Regions from separate parts of the Anser cygnoides genome. Here region 2 is linked to region 1. Evidence: chromatin contacts called from public Hi-C data. All regions are on one chromosome and are shown on one strand. Each heading gives the region's core, a stretch centred on a gene start, on an enhancer-like site or on the middle of the called end of the contact. The rest is flanking DNA. Distances are from core to core; before and after follow the strand shown. Region 1 overlaps HDAC4 (histone deacetylase 4). Region 2 has its middle 53 kb from the start of NDUFA10.

The links. Hi-C and Micro-C count contacts between places; a contact is called where the count stands out from the background.
Region 2: a contact with region 1 is called in a Hi-C map of liver, with 1.8 times the contacts expected there. The contact joins two enhancer-like sites. A contact is called at or near these places in 2 of 7 Hi-C or Micro-C datasets (both in liver).

Annotation. Positions count from the first base shown.
Region 1 is chr6:12,844,533-12,847,232 of Taihu_goose_T2T_genome, reverse strand. All of the region lies in intron 2 of HDAC4 (histone deacetylase 4), which reads left to right. Among named protein-coding and RNA genes, the nearest start is that of HDAC4, 49 kb to the left of the region's middle. Within about 2 kb of position 1,447, at least 1 of the 3 cell types and tissues checked has open chromatin away from gene starts, as enhancers often do. A contact at or near this core is called in liver, where this site is marked.
Region 2 is chr6:13,029,300-13,031,999 of Taihu_goose_T2T_genome, reverse strand. No RefSeq gene overlaps it. Among named protein-coding and RNA genes, the nearest start is that of NDUFA10, 53 kb to the left of the region's middle. Within about 2 kb of position 1,294, at least 2 of the 3 cell types and tissues checked have open chromatin away from gene starts, as enhancers often do. A contact at or near this core is called in liver, where this site is marked.

The sequences.
Region 1 (2,700 bases), core at 198-2,697:
TTGGTAATGAATGCTGGGCCTGGCTTGCTGGAGGGGCTGACGGAAGACTTGGGGACTTCATGTCGTTTTGCTTCAGTCCCAAGCATGGTGGAGAACTGCATGGCTTGAGCTTCAGCTCGAGTTGGGTCTGTACCAAGCATGTCGGGTATGGAGCATGGTGAACATCAGCAAAGGAGATCGGATGGGATGGACGCAACAAAATTGGATCATTTCCTCCTTGAACTTGAATCTGATCTGAATATTTAGATTCAAACTTTAGATACTAATTTGCAGGCTGTTCTCTCCTGTTCTTTGGCTAGTGGTCTCCTGCTGTTGTCTCCGGGAAGGAATCCCTGGGGGAGCCTTCATGTTATAGCGTATTCCTCTAAACCAGAGATTTAACTACTGCGAAGAGACTTTTCTGTACGACTCGCTGCCTTTGTGAACAGAGAACATCTTCGGGGGCCACTGCGGCGAGCATCTTGGTGGGTTCGCTGTCGAGGCCATCCATGCAGCTCTCTTATACAGCAGGCTCCTTGCTGGATGTCACGTCACTGCTCTCTGAGGCCAGCAGGCTGGGGACGTCTCCTGCCTTGTCCTGCGAACGCTGCTGCTTGCTTCGCACTGCCTAGTGCGGTATTGAAACCGGAGCCTGCGATAACAGTGCTTAAAACCGTAGAAATACGCGACAGCCACGTAAGCCCGAGAGTGCTGGTAGAAGGAAATGACCTTTTCTTTCCTTTTTTCTAACGTGAGTCAGTGGAGTGTTTACAAGGAGGAGTCTTTGAAAAGGAAAACAAGTCAATCCAGTAGCTGCTGGGCTTGATTTCTGTGCTGCGGCTCTGTCGTATTGGTTGTGACCAGGCTCTGTGACCTTAATTCTGAGCCAAGGGAACCTGATTGTGCAGAGTGTGTTTTCTGGGGACAAAAATACTAGCAATAGCTGGTCACATGTCGCCAGGAGCTCGTACTATAAAAACAGCACTACTGTGGAAAGCGACCTTCAGAATGGCTGCGAATGTTCGCGGTGTTATTTTTAACCTGTCTGGGTAAATTTCCAATACAAATGCTAGTGCCAATCTGATGTGTACGCTTTCCCAAATCCTTATCTGCTGCTTTCTAGTGCGGTGACGCATCAGATGGAACAGCCCGTTTCAGGGCTGGGTTCTCAGTTTTGTGTCTCCGGTACCAGAGAGAAGGAAATACTTCAGCCCTGTGTTACTGGTGCGTAGGGTTGTAGGAGGCTTTTTTCTTAAAGACTCGTTTTAATGATTTTTATTTTAAATGCTTTAACTAGGGTTTAAAAATAGATGAAGGCTGTACTTTGATTAGGTTGCTGGCACTGACGTCAACATGTGACATTTATCTGTGTACGGATTTGTCGTGCTGTTGACTAAGACTTTATTTACACAATTGAGGATATTTCTGTCCACTGCGAGGGGAATGAGGAACATCTCGGCTCAGATTGTGTCCTTGCCCTTAGTATTCCTGAAGCTTGGCCTTCTCTCTTACCACTTGATTTCCACTAGGATGGCAGCAGATTTTTTTTTTTTTTACACAGAATATCTTTTATTTCTTTAATTCATTTATATCAAATAAATGACTGATCTGTGAATACCACTGCAGCGTTCTGGGGGCAGATGTGCATGCACTTAAGACTAAATGGACAGTGCTGTCTTAATGCAATTGTTCTATTTTTATTTCTCTTCCTGGTTTCTTCACCGTTCTGTGATTAAAAAGGCAGCTTGTTGGTACTGTGATCCCTTTTGAAATACTTTTGACCAGAGGGTGGGGAAAGAATAGGGAGACGGGTAGGCTCTTGAGCGCATGAGGAGGTGGAATGAGCATTTGGATGCTTCCTTCTCGCATCCTCATTTTACCTCCTGAGCAGCCTAGAAGAATCTCGCCGATGAGCTCCATACACAGTCCTTCTAGCAAAGTGAGGTTTTCTTTTTCTTCATGGTTTTTGCTTTGGAGTTGCTTTTGTTTGTTTTGCAAATATAAAAACCTCTCTAAGAAATTCTGAGTAATTTTCCCCCATGGCTCATTTTAAATCAAAAACCTTTTGAAAGATCTAACTTTTACTGTGCCATTTGAAGTAAGAGGAGTTCAACTCAGTTCCTGGTCCTGTTTTTACTTACTGGTTTGGGATTTTTGCGTGCAATTATGCAAGCAGGAGTAACTCATGGAGAAGAGGTATTAAAGCTACAGTGAAAATGATGCCGTTCCATAAAATCAAACTGTCTGGACCTAGAGCCCTTAAATACATTACTTGGTCAACACTAAAGCTCCAAGATTTCATACTATGTACCCTAAATGTGGACTGAAAGATGCTTAAAATCTTACGGCATTAAGAAAGAACCTAGCCCACAGTGCTGACCTGTACATGCAGCATGGCCGATAGGCTGCTGCATTGCAAAGGCGTTTTTTGGTTTCTTAATCATGCAAAGCGTAGCACAGCCAAGCACCAGTGTGGTTTAAACAAAGTGCTGGACGGGTTCATGTGCAGCAGGAGTGTAAAATCTACTGGGGCTGTGTTGGTGAGCATACTCATGGGAGCGATTTTGAGATTTTTCTTCAAAAAACAGTTTGTGTCTAAACAACGACAAAAAACTCATGCATCAAAACACTCTACCTCCAACCACAAAGTCGTGTTTTCAGACAAGTTGTAAATGACTTGCATTGAGCAAGGTGAAGGAAGTCCACTTTGGAACTGGTATG
Region 2 (2,700 bases), core at 45-2,544, 180 kb before region 1:
GGGTGTCGGCTGAGGCCGTCTGCCTTACCCGTGGTAGGACGGGGTGGGAGTGAGGTGTGCAGATGGAGCCCACGTTAGCCGCCGTTTGGACTTGGGGCCTGTGTTGCGTGTGGTAGGACCGTGGCCAAAGCGTGACACGGCTTCCTCTTCGCTCCGGCCCCGATGCGCTCAGCCCGCTGCGTTGTGCAACGCTCCCCAGGAGGCCAGGTCCATCCTGCCAGCCCCAGCGGTGCTGCTGCAAGTCACAGAACCACACAGTATCCGAGTGGGAAGGCACCCACGAGGATCACAGAATCCGACTCCTGGGTCCCCCAAGGACCACCAAAAAAAAAAACCAACGTACCAGTATGCATCTTGGAGAGAGGTAGCTCCCGAATCCTGCGGGCAGCCACAAATCCTGCTGCCAGCCCCGTGGAGAGCCCCGTGCCACGCAGGCTGGTGGGGCTGGGGCTCCTCCTGCAAAACCTTCCAGCTCTGCCCGGCTGGCACAGCCGCACCATCCCCGCCCGGCTGCGCTCGTTGCACCCACGCCAGGTCCCTGCGGGGTGGCTTCCCCGTGGTGCCTGCGTGCACGCAGCACTTTGGCAAGGAGGCTCGTGTAGCTGGACACCGCATCCGCTCCCTCAAAGAGCTTAATGTTAAACATGCTCTGCTGGCAGGAGCGTTTACGAGCCATGGAGGCAGCGAGGGGAAAATGACTTTGATACCCAATAAAGCTTTTTCCTGCCTGTTCAGATCTGGGTTGCGATACCGCTGGGTCGCAAGGGGTCACCTCACGCCGGTGTGTCCTGGCACAGCTCTGAGCACACAACAACCCGTTCACCTCCTCCCTGTCCTCTTTGCTTTGTGCCTCCTGCACCGTTTTATGTGCAGGGGACGTCCTGACCAGTGACTACTAAACAAAGGTCTCGGCCGGCGCAGCGCAACTGGGTGAGCACCTCCACCTCGTGCAAAGCCTCCGGTGTACCCATGGTGCTGGTTTCCCGTCGGATGCACGGGGCTTTCCCAGCACACCCCATTAGGTGGCAATGCAGCCTGCTGCTCCGCGCGGCGCCTGGGGATGGAGGCAGCCAGCACGGGCCCGGGCCCGGGGGCTGCAGGCTGCAGGGGGCTCTGAGCACACTTCTGCTGTGCTGAGAACTCGGCTTCTGCTGCCCACGCCGTGAGCAAGCCTGGGATTTCCCATCCTCCCGGCTTTGAGGCGCCCCGTGGTGGCCTTTGGGTCAGCCCTGTCCCTTGCGTGGGGTGCAGGGCTGCTCTTGCAAGCGGGGGACTTCCCGGGCCAGCCAGCAGCGTTACTCCGGGGCCACACCGAGCAGCATCACCTCTGGGAGCGCCCGTGCGGTGGTGGCACGGGAATGCCGGGGTCTGAGACGGGCTGAGACCAGAGCGTGGGCTGGGGGCTGCAGGGGGTCCTCCCCAGGGAAAGCAGGAGGGACACCGGTGCTCCAAGCAGCCCGGCCACCGCCCCTGGGGCTGCAGCACCTGCTCTGCCTCCCCTTCTCCCAGGCTGTGTGGGTCGAGCACCCCATTGCCCCGCCGCCCCCGAGTCCAGCTGGGCGTTATCTGGCGATCAGAAAGCGCTCAGGTCTGGATCGCAAACACAGCAGCGTTTCGCCGCAGCCCGGCCAAGGGGAGCTAAGTAATATTAAAGCGTGATATTTCGTTGCCGTGTAATTAGCTTCAGCTGCTTTCGAGTTGAAGCAAATTACGCTCAAAGACCGTTTTTTGTACCGGGGAGAACTTTGAACTGCGTTAGCAGCCCCTTTGTAGCCTGGGAGGGAGCAGCCCAGGCGGAGCAGGGAGGCTGCTCCTGTCTGCGGCGGGAGCTCCGTGTGTGGTTTCAGACGAGATAGCGTGGCCCCAACCAGCCCCGTTCGGGTGCGCCCGCTGCGGTGCCCAGCCTCCCCTGCAAACAAAGACAGAGGTTGTTCACCCTGACTGTAATTAACCCTGAAAGGGAGAGCCCCGGGCGTGGGGAAACCACCGCGGCACCCCAGGAGAGCCTGCAGTCCCCCCACCGGTGCCTTCTCCACTCGGATGCATCCCAGGGTGCCCCCGAGATGTTCAGATGGTGGCTGGGAAAGCCTCGCCGCTCGACCTGCTGCGGCCGGAGGGGACATGCCCCGTGCCACATGTCCCCTGCGGGACGGGTGGTCCTGCGGTGGGCACCTCCTGCCCCTCGCACCGTGCAGCGCGTGGCACAGACCCGATAGCTCGTGGCTGAGCTGCTGCTGGGTTTGCAGGCAGAAGGTCTGCCTGGGCTGGTGGTGCCAAGCCCTGTGCAGGAGAACCCTCCCCGTCCTGGAGAAGCTGCTCTGGGAGAGCAGGAGGACTCCAGCAGCTCGTCTGCGATGCCTCAACTGGGGGCGGCTTAATTGTCTTTGATAAATTCATGAGATCATAAAAACAAATGAAGATGGGAAGCACTTGTGCGAAGCCCTGGTTGCCGGTGGGATGCAAGACAGATGCGTTTGGACCAGGCACGAGTGGATGGAGCCCAGCATCCAGGGGTGCTGCAGGGGCCCCGCGCTGGCCAAACAAACGCAGTCAGAAGACCCGCAGAGCAAACCTCCCGTCCTGCAGTGGCATCAGGGCTGTGACACAGACCCCGCCTTTGCTGTGTGACACTGGCACCATCCCTCTGACAGCCTCCTGGCTTGGTCCAGGGGGCCCAAATAGCCGAGGTGAGGGGCACGA